Regions from separate parts of the Hordeum vulgare genome. Here region 1 is linked to region 2. The links are chromatin contacts, called in public Hi-C maps. All regions are on one chromosome and are shown on one strand. Each heading gives the region's core, a stretch centred on a gene start, on an enhancer-like site or on the middle of the called end of the contact. The rest is flanking DNA. Distances are from core to core; before and after follow the strand shown.

Region 1 (7,376 bases), core at 130-2,629, 260 kb before region 2:
GGAAGAGCTGACAGACAGAGATCCACGTATTAGTTTTGTGATGATCAGGCAAGAACACAAACCAAGCACGCGACGATGACAAGTAATATAGTACTATCATAAGCTTTGCTTTCATCGAAAGATAATTGCTGATAAGGGCTTGATTAGCTGCTAATGGTTTTTTAAAGCTGGTGGCTTGTGTTACCCCCGGTGTCACTTTCCGTCCATCGGGTTCAGTTCGTCAAATTATTATAAGCAGATGAGGCTATGCGCGTTGATTTCTACTGCGATACGTTCTTAAAAAAATCAGCAGATGGTTACCGTTCGACGTGGGTTTGTGCCGGCGACGCGCAGGGCGGTGGCGAAGGCGTGGACGGACGGTTTCAGGACGACGGCGGGGCGGTCGACGTCGTCGTCGTCCTTGGCGTCCTCGCCGAAGAGATTCGGGTTCATGGTCTCGAAGCATACGACGCCGTCGAAGAGGGCCTCGTCGAGGCCCAGCCGCTCCAGCGACCTCCTCATGTGCGCGCGGTCCGAGTTGGTGAACAGCTGCACGCGCGCACGCGGCGAAGACAAATCATTTCTACTTGAGTACTTGTTCAGTCGGAGGACCAAATGATGCTCGAGAGAGGGAGATGGTAATGTGCTTACGATCTTGCGCTGGGGCATGCTCTGGAGCGCGGCGGCGAGCTGCGGGTCGGCGGCGATCACGTCGTAGGGCAGCCTCCCGTGCACGTAGCTGCAAATCAATCCATGGTTAGACGTGCCGTCGATTAGTTTGACAAGTTGGAGAAAGACAAGGTGGGTGTTGCTGTAGCGTGCCGACCTGTGGTACTCGTCGGGGTGCACGTCGTGGCCGAGCGCCTGCGGAAGTTGACGACGGGCGGACGGAAGACAGACACGAACACGTGAGAAAAGAGAAGGCAAAGTTGGCGTGTGCGTTTTGGGTTTGAAGAGAAGAAAACGTACGATGAGGCCGGCGAGGGTGCTGCCGTGGGAGCGGAAGAGGTCGGCGCGGAGCGCGGCGGCCTTGTCGGCGGCGAGGCCGAACCTGGCCACAAGGAACTCGTCGATGTTGCGCCTCAGCGCCGGGCCAATGCCGGTGTTGCCCGGGTACAGCGTGTCGTCGAGGTCTGCTCGGTTCAGTTCACGGAGCAGAGCAGAGGAACTCATCAGATGGTGATCGTTGGAACCAAGAAGAAAGGTACATGTCGTCAGCTTGATTGATTACCGATGAGGAGGCAGTCGAAGGGGGAGGTGACGGGGGACTGGAACGCCATGGCCGGAGAGCTAGCTGCGAGGAGCAGAGGAGCCTCTTCAAACTTGAGAAGAGTTGGGGTGATTTTGATGTGCAGAGCGAGGGAGCGAGGGAAGACGGGCGATGGTCGGGGCGTTTAAATAGAGCTGGAGCAGAGCAGGTGAGCGCAAGAAGAAAAAGGAGGGTGTGGATGACAGGGAATTTTGGTGCGGTGACGCGTGCATGTGGGTGAGGTGGCTTTCCGATTCTGATCGGCTGTGTTCCGGGGAAGCGGCTCGTGTTCCTCGCGTCCGCGTCGCGGAGCTCACACGCGTCTCCGTGGCCGGAATGGGTTGGGACGTCGGTCAGTCGGTCGGTCCAGGTTTTAAGCATCTACGCTTGCACATCCAAACCCTTAAATGATCGCGGACGCGTTCGTTAATTAATGTTTACATTCAATTCTTTCATATTTCGTCTTGTAAATACATTAAAAAGTCAGGCAGAAGAAAATCATATGTGCTATCCTATTATTTGTTATTGTTGGAGATAGCTTCTCGTTGATCCTTGCTCATTGTAGCCAGTGTCGCGTTTGTCGTAGCCTGAGCCGTTTTTATCGAAGCCCGCGTCACTTTCATCTGTTGCCAACAAAGACGTCTATCCTCTGCAAACCGACTTCGAATAGATGAAGTTCAAGATGACATGCTACTCCGCCCTGAGATCCATGTCCTCCTCCCCCATATTCAACGTCATACCTCCTACGTTGGCTCCAGCTCGTCCTCCCCCACACCCAGCACCAGTGCCTCCTCCGTCGGCTTCCGCTCCTCTCCGTGCTCGGGGTGGGTTCGGACGGCGGTCGGTCGCTCGGTCTTGGGCTCTTGGCTCACAGTTGCCTTGCGTATCTACCACTTTACAAATTTTGTTTTAAACACGATACAAACATAACTTTTTTCTCTCTCGATAAGGTATACCTTATACATGTGAGGTACTCCCTCCGTTCCTAAGACATTTTAAAGATTGCACTATAAACTACATAAGGATGTACATAGACATATTTTAGAGTATAGATTCACTCATTTTGCTCCGTATTTAGTCTTCTAGTAGAATCTCTAAAAGGTCTTATATTTAGGAACGGAGGGAGTAGAACTTGTTAGGTTGATCTCTTCCGCGTGGGCCCAACAGCCCACCGGGCCCTTGATCTATGCGTCCTGATCGGGGGCGCCCAACCTGTTATGGTTGGTGGGCCCCTGTGATCTGAGCTATAAATAAAGTGGTGGGGGGCGGGGCGCACGGTACGAGGTTCACCGCGCCGCCAGACTCCCCACCTAAATCCCCTTCCGATCTAGGGTTAGCGCAGTGCTCACGGGAAGCACCACCCACGACCACACCCCTTCCCTCACGCCACCGACGACTACACCGGCACCGATGGCCGGAGCAGGGAGTTCCTCGGGCTCGGGATTAGGTGAGTACAATGGTAACTCCGGATCTATCTATGCCTAGTTGATCTACGGCTTCAACATTGGTATCATGAGCCACTAGGCAGAGATTTATTCGGTACAAAGAAAAGAAAGCATTTTTTCCCTACCCCTACGAACCCTAGATGGGCAAGGCACCGAGGATGGCTATGGCCTCGTCGAAAAAGAAGCGCCGCCGCAAGGCCGCGCCTGTTCCTCTCGATCCCCACACGCATCGGCAAGCCGAGGTGCGTGGAAGAAGAACCTACCCCCTCGGGGGCTAAGTACGTATCAAGATCCGAAAGGAAAAAAACAAAGTATGGATCATATTCGATTCAAAAGAAGATCGGATTGAAACCGACAAAAGACAACAAAAAAGAGAGGGGGGAACTATGCAAAACAAAGGCAAAGGGCGCCACTACCGAACCGTTTGACGGTGGCGCGTTCACCCTAGAGGTGCTCGCGCAGCCTGCAAAGGGGACGGAGATGGCGCCATTGAACTGCTCAAGGATGAAAAGAACGGCAGGGTAGTTGGCATCCCAACACCTCCCTTGATGGCGGCGCACTCTCCCTCGGGAGAGGGCGCGCACCGGCAAGGGGAGTGAAGGGCGCCGCCGCTGCGATAGGAAAGGGGCACGACCACCTGCAAGGAAGCACACGACGTGGGGCTTTAGGCCACCACGGCCAGCGGCCACAAGAAAAAAGGGCCAGATCCGAGCGGGGCAGAGAGCCACCGCGGGATCCCTGTCGGCGGGGCTTGAGCGCCACCGCGCGAAGGGAAGGCCACCTCGGCGGGGCCTTAGAGCCACCGCACGAGGGAAGGGCCCGGCTCCCCGTCGACCAACCCCGACGGCCTCCTCCTCGGCGGGGCAGACGGCGCACGGCGCGGGGCCCTCGGCTGCCACCGCCGGCGGCCACCGCCCGGCCAGCGCTCGGCGGGGCATGGAGCCACCGCTCGAGGAGCCGAGCTCTGCGGGAGCAGAGGGCCCGCACGAGAGGAGCCGTCGGGCAGAGCAGATAGAGCGGCGCGGGTGGGGGAAATGAATCGCCATTAGGGTTTCGGCCAGGTGACTGCCCTTTTTATCCCACCGAAAGGATCGGGCAACCGTCGGATTTAATCCGACGGCCCTCATCGCACCGTTGCCTAGGTCAGAAACGACTGGGCTGTTGGGCCACAGCAGGCCGAAGTGGTGTTGGAAATATGCCCTAGAGGCAATAATAAAATGGTTATTATCATATTTCCTTGTTCATGATAATCGTCAATCGTTCATGCTATAATTGTATTAACAGGAAACACTAATACATGTGTGAATGAATAGATCACAATGTGTCCCTAGCAAGCCTCTAGTTAGCTAGCTCGTTAGTCAATAGATGATCATGGTTTCCTGATCATGGACATTGGATGTCATTGATAACGGGATCACATCATTGGGAGAATGATGTGGTGGACAAGACCCAATCCTAAGCCTAGCACTAGATCGTATTGTTCGTATGCTAATGCTTTTCTAATGTCAAGTATCTTTTCCTTCGACCGTGAGATTGTGCAACTCCCGGATACCGTAGGAGTGCTTTGGGTGTATCAAACGTCACAACGTAACTGGGTGACTATAAAGGTGCACTACGGGTACCTCCGAAAGTGTCTGTTGGGTTGGCACGAATCGAGATCGGGATTTGTCACTCCGTGTGACGGAGAGGTATCTCTAGGCCCACTCGGTAGAACATCATCATGAGCTCAATGTAACTAAGGAGTTAGTCACACGATGACGTGCTACGGAACGAGTAAAGAGACTTACCGGTAACGAGATTGAACAAGGTATAGGTATACCGACGATCGAATCTCGGGCAAGTTCTATACCGACAGACAAAGGGAATCGTATACGGGATTGATTGAATCCTTGACATCGTGGTTCATCCGATGAGATCATCGTGGAGCTAGTGGGAGCCACCATGGGTATCCAGACCCCGCTGATGGTTATTGGCCAGAGAGGTGTCTCGGTCATGTCTGCCTGTCTCCCGAACCCATAGGGTCTACACACTTAAGGTTCGATGACGCTAGGGTTATAGGGAATTGTTATACGAGATTACCGAAAGTTGTTCGGAGTCCCGGATGAGATCCCGGACGTCACGAGGAGCTCCGGAATGGTCCGGAGGTAAAGATTGATATATAGGACGGATGGTTTCGGACACCGGAAGTGTTTCGGGCATCACCGGTAACGTACCGGGACCACCGGGACCACCGGAGGTGGTCCCGGGGGACCACCGAAGGGGGGCTGCGACCCCAAGAGGTAAGATGGGCTAAGTGGGGGTGGGAACCAGCCCCTAGTTGGGCTGGTGCGCCTCCCCACTCAGCCCATGGCGCAGGGGAAAGAAAAAGAGGGGGGAACCCTAACTTAGGTGGGCCTTAGGCCCACCAGAGGGGTGCGCCAACCCCTCCTCCCCATCTGGCCGCCACAAACCCCATCTGGGAGGGCTGCCGCACCCCCTAGGGTGGGAACCCTAGGGGTGGCACCCCCTCTCCCCTTCCCCTATATATAGTGGGCACTTTTGGCCTTTGGAGGACACAGTTTTCCCTCTCCCTCGGCGCAGCCCTGCACTTCTCCCTCCTCCTCTCTGCCGGCGCTTGGCGAAGCCCTGCCGGGAGACCTCGTCTCTCCACCAACACCACCCCGTCGTGTTGCTGGTCTTCTTCCCCAACCTCTCCCTCCTCCTTGCTGGATCAAGGTGCGGGAGACGTCACCGGGCTGCACGTGTGTTGAACGCGGAGGTGCCGTTGTTCGGCACTAGATCGGAATCACCGCGAGTACGACTCCATCAACCGCGTTCTAGCAAACGCTTCCGCTTAGCGATCTTCAAAGGTACGAAGATGCTCTTACCCCTCTCTCGTTGCTGGTCTCTCCATAGGAAGATCTGAACATGCGTAGGAAAATTTTTGAATTTATGCTACGTTACCCAACAGTGGCATCCGAGCCAAGTTTTCTATGCGTAGATTCTTTGCACGAGTAGAACACAAAAGTTGTGGGCGATGGTTTGTCAATTTGCTTGCCGTTACTAGTCTTATTCTTTTCGGGCGGTATTGTGGGATGAAGCGGCCCGGACCGACCTTACACGTACGCTTACGTGAGACTGGTTCCACCGACAGACATGCACATCGTGCATAAAGGTGGCTAACGGGTGTCTGTCTCTCCTACTCTAGTCGGATTGGATTTGATGAAAAGGGTCCTTATGAAGGGTAAATAGCTTTGGCATATCATCGTTGTGGCTGTCACGTAGGTAAGAAGGCGTTCTTGCTAGAAACCCAAATCAGCCACGTAAAACTCGCAACAACAATTAGAGGACGTCTAACTTGTTTTTGCAGGGTTTGACATGTGATGTGATATGGCCAAAGTTGTGATGTTGCATGTATGATGTATGAGATGATCATGTTATTGTAATAGGTTTCACGACTTGCATGTCGATGAGTATGACAACCGGCAGGAGCCATAGGAGTTGTCTTAATTTATTGTATGAGATGCAACGCCATGTGCTTGCTACTTTTACTTCATTGCTAACGGTTAGCCATAGTAGTAGTGATAGTAGTAGTTGGCGTGACGACTTCACGGAGACACGATGATGGAGATCATGATGATGGAGATCATGGTGTCACGCCGGTGACGATGATGATCATGCGATGCCTGAAGATGGAGATCGAATGAGCAAAGATGATAATGGCCATATCATGTCACTATATGATTGCATTGTGATGTTTATCATGTTTTACATCTTATTGCTTAAAACGACGGTAGCATAATAAGATGATCCCTCCTAAAATTTCGAGAACGTATTCCCCTAAGTGTGCACCATTGCGAAGGTTCGTTGTCTCGAAGCACCACGTGATGATCGGGTGTGATAGATTCTAACGTTCGCATACAACGGGTGTAAGCCAGATTTACACACGCGAAACACTTAGGTTGACTCGACGAGCTTAGCATGTACAGACATGACCTCGAATACAAGAGACCGAAAGGTCGAACATGAGTCGTATGGTTGAATACGATCAGCATGAAGTTGCTCACCATGGTGACTAGTCCGTCTCACGTGATGATCGGACACGGGTTAGTCAACATGGATCATGTATCACTTAGATGACTAGAGGGATGTCGATTTAAGTGGGAGTTCATACTTAATTTGATTAAATGAACTTAATTGTCATGAACTTAGTCTAAAAGTTGTCTTTATAAATATTGTAGATGTCCAACGTCAACCTCAACTTCAACGCATTCCTAGAGAAAAACAAGCTGAAAGATGATGGTAGCAACTATGCGGACTGGGTTCGCAACCTGAAGCTCATCCTTGAAGCAGCTAAAAAGGCTTATGTCCTTAATGCGCCGCTAGGTGACCCTCCCGCTCCCGCAGCAGCCCAGGACGTTCTAAACGTCTGGCAAGCGCGGAGTGATGACTACTCTCTGGTCAGGTGTGGCATGTTATACAGTTTAGAAACGGGGCTCCAAAGACGTTTTGAGCAACACGGGGCATATGAGATGTTCCAAGAGCTGAAGCTAGTTTTTCAAGCTCATGCCCGTGTCGAGAGATATGAAGTCTCCGACAAGTTCTTCAGCTGTAAGATGGAGGAGAACAGTTCTGTCAGTGAGCACATACTCAAAATGTCTGGGTTACACGGTCATCTGACTTCACTTGGAGTCGAACTTCCGGATGATGCTATCATTGACAGA
Region 2 (6,566 bases), core at 4,019-6,518:
ATTCTTGCGACACGACGAGATGCGCTTCTATCCCTGACGAGGCCTTCGTGCCAAATTGAGAATAGGGTCGCATCTTGGGCGTGACACAAGACTCTTCATATTTTAGTATGGATTTTGAACAAACAACTTCAAATTTGAACATTAAATTGTGCAACTAAAGCTCATTTTTGTCTTTGTGTGGCCGAAACACCCACCTCTCACACGTGATGATCTTGGCTCGAGGTATAGTAGTATCTTGATGGATCCGTCCATGCATAACCTTTTTACCCAACACCTACGAAAAATAGTAGGCACGATAGAAAAAACATATTAAAAGAGAAGATGAGAAAAATTGATGATGGAAAAGCGAGATCAAGAAAAGAATGAAGATAAGGATCATAAAATCACAAGCTTAATCACTTGTACCCAGAAATCCATCTCCACATGACTAATCATGTGACAAACAAGCAGTAGGCCAGTAGCCACAAATCCATGAGACATGCGTAATCATTAGGAGGCACAAAATCCACTTGTGCATGAAAAAATCTCAGCTCAAAATGAACAGTATATTGTATACGCATCAGAAAGAATATAATAGGAAATCTAGAGCACATCATGCAGTCAATTATGCTACACACCGCACGCCCCTTCTTGGGACCCATATTTGTTTTGGTTTGATGCTAAGATGGATAGGCTATCGACAGTTGGTTGTTTGCCGTTATTCTCTTTCCAGCGATTTTGGCCATGCATCGTCTGTCTAAGTCTCCATCTCTCTCTTTCCACGCAAAATCCCTTCCTACCTTAGATCTGTGTCGCTTGGAGGCACTCGAGGTAACTGCGCAAGTGCGGAGGCCGGCGACCGGCGACCAGCGCAGCCAAGGTAGCAAGGCAAGCTCTTGCCTCTCCAGGAGCTCGATTTCGATGAGACTCACAAGCGAGGGAGCGAGGAGATCTCGATTCTCCGCGGGCGAGCTCAGTGGTGTGGAGTCGCACCAATGATCTTTTTTTTTAAGATTTCAGGACTGCCTGACCTACAGCCAATGGGGAGGAAGAGGAGCGCGGCTGAACGCGCAATTGCCTGGGGAGCACAGGCGATTTCGGTAGGGAGGAGTTTCGAGGCTTGATATATTGACTGGTGTTAATTTATATAGTCATGGATCGGACCGTGATGCTTCGAGGCTCCTGCAGAGTCCTTGTCCGAAACCGGTCAAGCGAGGCGAGATCATGCGGAGAACGACGCTCGTTTTTAATTATTATTAGGTGCGCTTGGGTCGGGTGCGCTTGAGTCGTTCATGAACAAAACGGTTTTGAACTGCGGGTTGAATAACAAAAATTACAAGGTTTTTTTTATAAAAATAACGTGGTGGGTTTTCCGACGGAAGCAATAGCCGTTTTATTATTACTAGCAAAAGGACTCATGCGTTGCAACGGGAGAAAGAAATACCACACGCTCTTAATTTATAAAAAAATGGTCTATAATCTGAGAATTTACAGTTACGACACAAACAAAGATGGTCTTATCCTACAAAAATGCAGTTCAAAATTTCACAGGTCTTCTATTTTAACACGGCTTGCACGTAGATTTAATACGTACAAAGAATCAGTCAAGTGGCCTTCAGTTTCATCTCCAATCCTGATTTTGTTGACGTGTTCATCCCCAACCCGGATGAGTACTGGTATGAAAGAAAGACGAATAATGACTTATTTATTACACCCTAGATAGTATTTTTATTGAACGTTTAACAGATAAAATAATATCATATTTAAATTCTACATATTTTTCTAATCAAATTCCATATGTAATATGTTAAATTTGAAGTTACGTTTAAAAGATATAAGTATTTTAAAAAACATTTAATATATACTACGAGTTTAATATCATAAATAGCAAGGTTTTTTTTGTGAAATCACTTTGGTGGGTTTTCCGACGAAAGCGATAGCCTCTTTATTATTAGGTAAAGATATATAATAGATATATATTAGGTAGTAGGTATAGATATAGATATAGATTGTTTTTGCGGGACGGCCATTTACCTCTAGAGATGCTCTAACAACGTCACGTGAGGTGGCATTCCCAAATATAGGAGTGTTTCTCTTGTAGAGACTGGTTCTGGACCTCAGGTACCAACTTCATCTCATCTCATCTTCATCACTTCACATTCGGAGGTGAGGATGAGATTTGAGCTATTTAATTTGTAAAAACGAAGCCATTGCATCGGTAGACATCAATCGACGGACCAAGGAGAAGGGTACCAGCTAGCTAGTAGATGGAGACGGAGAATTGAAGGCCATGGCGGTGGTACCACCACCAGCACAGCACAGTAGACAGTAGTTCCAACAGGCCAACAGCCGGGGCCGGGGGCAACCACCGCCAACCGATCTGCCCGACAGGATCAACGCCCCACCGGTCGACGGCGAACAGCAGGTCCTATCTGTGGCAAGGACGGCGAGCAGCGCTGGCCTGTCCGGCGCCGGCAGCGACGTAGGTGGGCATGGCCGCCCCGAAAACGACCCCGCGCTGGACGAAGGAAGGCCCCGCCCCCATTCAATTCAGACGCTGATTGAATGAAGTATCATCGGCGTCAGTCCCAACTTGGAACAGGCCATGAACATGCAGCTAGCTGCCTTCAATTGATTGTTTCCATCTTGGATTGGACGTGCCGGCTTCCCAGCCTAGGGGTATCAGATCGGATCACATATCAGTCATTGCTAAATCTGCTCACACATGCTAGCTAGCAGTATCTCCCTTCTCCGCTCTATCAATTTGCCGCTTCATTTAAGGCTGGAGAACGCAAAGAAAAAAAATGGCCGACGATAAAACAGGAGAAAGAAAAACTATAGCTGGTACGTAAGAGCAACTCTAGCGGACAACCTAATTGTATATATACCGCTAAACAACCCAAATGTTAAATTTAACTGGAAAAAAAAATCTTCAATGAAACTACTCCCTCCCTTGGTAAATATAAGTCTTTTAAAAGATTACAATACAGACTACATAAGAATGTATATAAGTCTTTTTAAAATATAGGTTCATTCATTTTGCTTTGTATATACTCTTTAATTTTTTTTAAATGATTTATATTTAGAAACTGGGATAGTAAGCACTAGCTAGATCCGTTTCACCCATGACGCTTCCCCTTAGCCACGCCGCAGTCCCACCCCTCGTCGCTTTCTTCTTCCTCAGCGACGCCAGATTCAACCACATTTGTTGTCGCCATAAAGGTTTAATTCGTCGCTGAAGAGCATCGATATGGCCAAAAACGAAGCCGCATGAGGTTGTGGAAGCGGAAGGAGTCCCACAAGTGTGCCTTCGCCGGCAAACGGCGTCAGAATGGTCCTTCTTCACAGTCACTTTGGTCGGGTCGGTAATGAGCGTGCGCACTCCAACGAATCAACGCATTGCAGCAATGGATCCATTGTTCTCATTGTTCAACGTTGGCAGCGTTGCCACTCGAAATCCGACGAGCTCCCCCCTCCACCCCTGGCGTCGTGGTTGCAGGTGCCCCGTTGCTCATATAAAATGCCCAAAATTGTAAAATATTAACCAGCAAGTCCACCTATAACTGATAAAACAAGTTTCACACAGGAGAATCCCCCGCCTGGGTCGGCCCATGCAGTAGGGACCTCCTATACTACGCTTTTCGCGATGTGAGAAAACACATAACACCTGTTTGGGCCGGCCCATGTCTGGGCGTCCTGTTTTTAAATTTTATTTTTGCAATTTTTCTTTAAATAATTTGGGACTTCCAAAATTTTCATGAAGTCAAATATTTCTGGATTCAAATAAAGCTCATGATTTTATAAAAAATATTTCCTTATTCAAACCATGTTTGAAATTTTGGAAATTCATATTTTTTTCATGGTTTTTAAAAAGTGTGTGTATTAGAAAGTATTAATGAAACTGAACAAAGTTTTCCCAATTCAGAAAATGTTCATGAATGGAAAAATATCCAAAAAATTAAAAAACTGTTCGTGACCTACAAAATAGTTTATTCAGCCATAGAATGTTTGCTGATTCAAAAAAGATCATGCATTTCAAAAAATATTCATGAATTTCAAACATTGTGCCAGAAATTTTCAGAACAATGTTTGTCTATTCTAGAAATGTTTGTCGATTCAAAGAAATGTTTACAAAACGTTCATGGTTTAAAGCAAATGTTTGCAAATAGTAGAAAATGTTCATGAAGTCAAATATGTTCATGATTTCATATATGTTCACGAGTTAAAAAATGTTTATGATTTCATGAAATTGCGAGTAATAGTGTATATGAATTTTTTTCTCCCGTTTCAACTCATGGAACGTTCGTAAATTTTAAAAATTGTTCCATCAAGTTCCAAAAAATTGTTCGTCAATTCTAGAAATGTTCGCTCATTCATGAAAATTGTGTAGATTTTTTTCACAATAATTAAAAAGTGTTTGCAAATATTATAAAATGTCCATGAATTCAAAAAATGTTATTGACTCTAGAAATAGTTCGAAAAATAGTATAATTATTCACGAATATGAAAAATGTTAATGATTTCAAGTTTTAAAAAAGTTCATGATTCACGAAACTAAGAGTTTTTGTTTTCAAGAGTATGTCAATGACGTATCATATTTTTATATAAGAGATCAAAATATTTATAAGAATCCTACGGTCAATGTGAAAATCAACCATAAGTACACCTACTCCCACCGATACAACTGAGTCACTGTCTCACAAATCTATTTAGACCACCTACACCGACTGCTGCTCGTCTTCAATCATAAAATTCCTCAAGGATCCACCTGGCTAGCTTTCTCGGGTCTCTGAATTGCTCCACACGGCTAAAGACTCTAGTGTTCCTTTGCTTTGAAAGCGACCAAATCGCACCAATGACTAAAGAGTCAAAACCTTGCTTGTCATCGCCTTGAAAACCTTTCCGTGCTCTGAGCCACTAGAGTATCCCTACTGCTCGGAGCGGCCATCATTAGTTGCAATGCGTCGAAGCAAGTATGCCAAATCTTTTTCGCATAGACACATTGCACCAAGATATGGTCTATGTTATCCTCTTCCTGCGTGCAAGTGTAACACGAGGAGGGTTCCTCCTACAGGCCATGTCGAGCCCGTCTTTCGAAGGTCCATAATCATGAAACTGAAAGTGATAGTCTATCTGAATGATGCAGCAAAATACGATCATGACCATTGAAGATTATGATATTTTTCGTTGCAACGGACTTTTTAAATTCTTGGAGGACGGGTAATAATACCCGACTTTATCCTGCAGAAAAAGAAAAAGTTAACACAAGGCCTGGCGGAGTTCTGCGGTGCTGTGGTGTGGTGCGGTCCGGGAGTTGTGCACGCACCGCCCCTGAGGACCAACCACATCTCCGTCTCCCCTGCCGACCAGTCAACCACGCCCCGCGCCACCGCACAAGCCGCCTTCTTCCCCCTCGTCCAATCCATCCACCCGCGCGATCCTCCTCCTCCTCCTCCCGGTCGCCATGACCAGCCGCGCCGGAGACCGCGCCCTCCCGGACAAACCCGATCCGGAGGAGCCGTCCCCGATGGGCGGCGGCGACTTCCCGGCCGACCTCCTGCGGGCGGTCCTGCACCGGCTCCCGCCCGCGGACGTCGCGCGGGCGGCCTGCGTCTGCCGCCTCTGGCGCGCCGTCGCCTCCGACCGCGCCGTGCTGGAGGCCGCCTTCCGCGCGCCATGGGGCGTGCGCCGCGTCCTCGGCGACCCGGCCACCAGGGCCTTCTGGCGCGCCGCATCCCTCGCCCGCTTCGCGCTCTCGCACACCGTCCGGCGCGGGGACACCGTCCCCGGCGTCGCGCTCAAGTACTCCGTCCAGGTATCATCTCTCGCTCTCTGTCCATCCATCCTCCCCGTCTGCAGCTTATTATTCAGGTATTGATTTTAGCTGAATCGTGATGTGTGTTCGCTCTGCTACCTGAGGCAACAGCGACACCAACCCATACTGAAATTGGCAGATTCCGCGGTAGCATCGAATCCCATAGTATTGAAATACTGCAAGATGTCTGACGCGAGAGATTGTCTAACAGATAATCTAATGTTATTGGATACCATGGAAGCTCACTGTCGCAGGACTCACCACGCTGTCGTTAGCATAGCTCATCATGTTTTAACCGTTGGCTATCTGATAATGCTCATGATACAATGTTTGATGATAGATACGCTGCTTCCATGATATGCCTGTCAGTACTCTTTGCTCAGCTGCATCAATTAAAATGTTGAGTGTTCTAAACTTCTAATTGATACTAAGGCTGTAGTGGCTCACTTTGTTAGGTCTCAAAGTAATTGAGTTAGCTCTCGACGTTTGGTTTCCATAATGTCGCCACAATTGATAGTAAGGCTGTAGAGTGCCCATGCACCTTCAGCTAATAACCCTTTTTAAGTTCACTGCCGCTGATATAGAATTAATCCGAAACATTGACCACACGGAGTTTCAAACTTGTTGGACTAGTTTTATTGACAAAGTTGTTGATGCAACTCAAATTTGAAAGCAATTGGTATCCTCAGTTACTTCATTTGTGAGTGGCTGAATGCTGGTAATTTGTATCATTCCAGGCAAATGTTTCCACTGTTTCAGAAAGTTATACAGT

The links. Hi-C and Micro-C count contacts between places; a contact is called where the count stands out from the background.
Region 1: a Hi-C map of leaf shows a contact between it and region 2, with 5 times the contacts expected there. The contact joins the promoter of LOC123447322 here to the promoter of LOC123451029 in region 2. A contact is called at or near these places in 2 of 6 Hi-C or Micro-C datasets (leaf and seedling).

The regions. Positions count from the first base shown.
Region 1 is chr4H:13,325,385-13,332,760 of MorexV3_pseudomolecules_assembly, reverse strand. LOC123447322 (suppressor of disruption of TFIIS-like) reads right to left here and starts at 1,379. Exons shown (of 7, transcript XM_045123913.1): 1 at 1,211-1,379; 2 at 949-1,112; 3 at 806-843; 4 at 631-718; 5 at 301-528; 6 at 1-7. The coding sequence starts at 1,259.
Region 2 is chr4H:13,071,848-13,078,413 of MorexV3_pseudomolecules_assembly, reverse strand. It overlaps LOC123451029 (F-box protein At1g55000), which reads left to right and starts at 5,268. Exons shown (of 2, transcript XM_045128047.1): 1 at 5,268-5,794. The coding sequence starts at 5,444.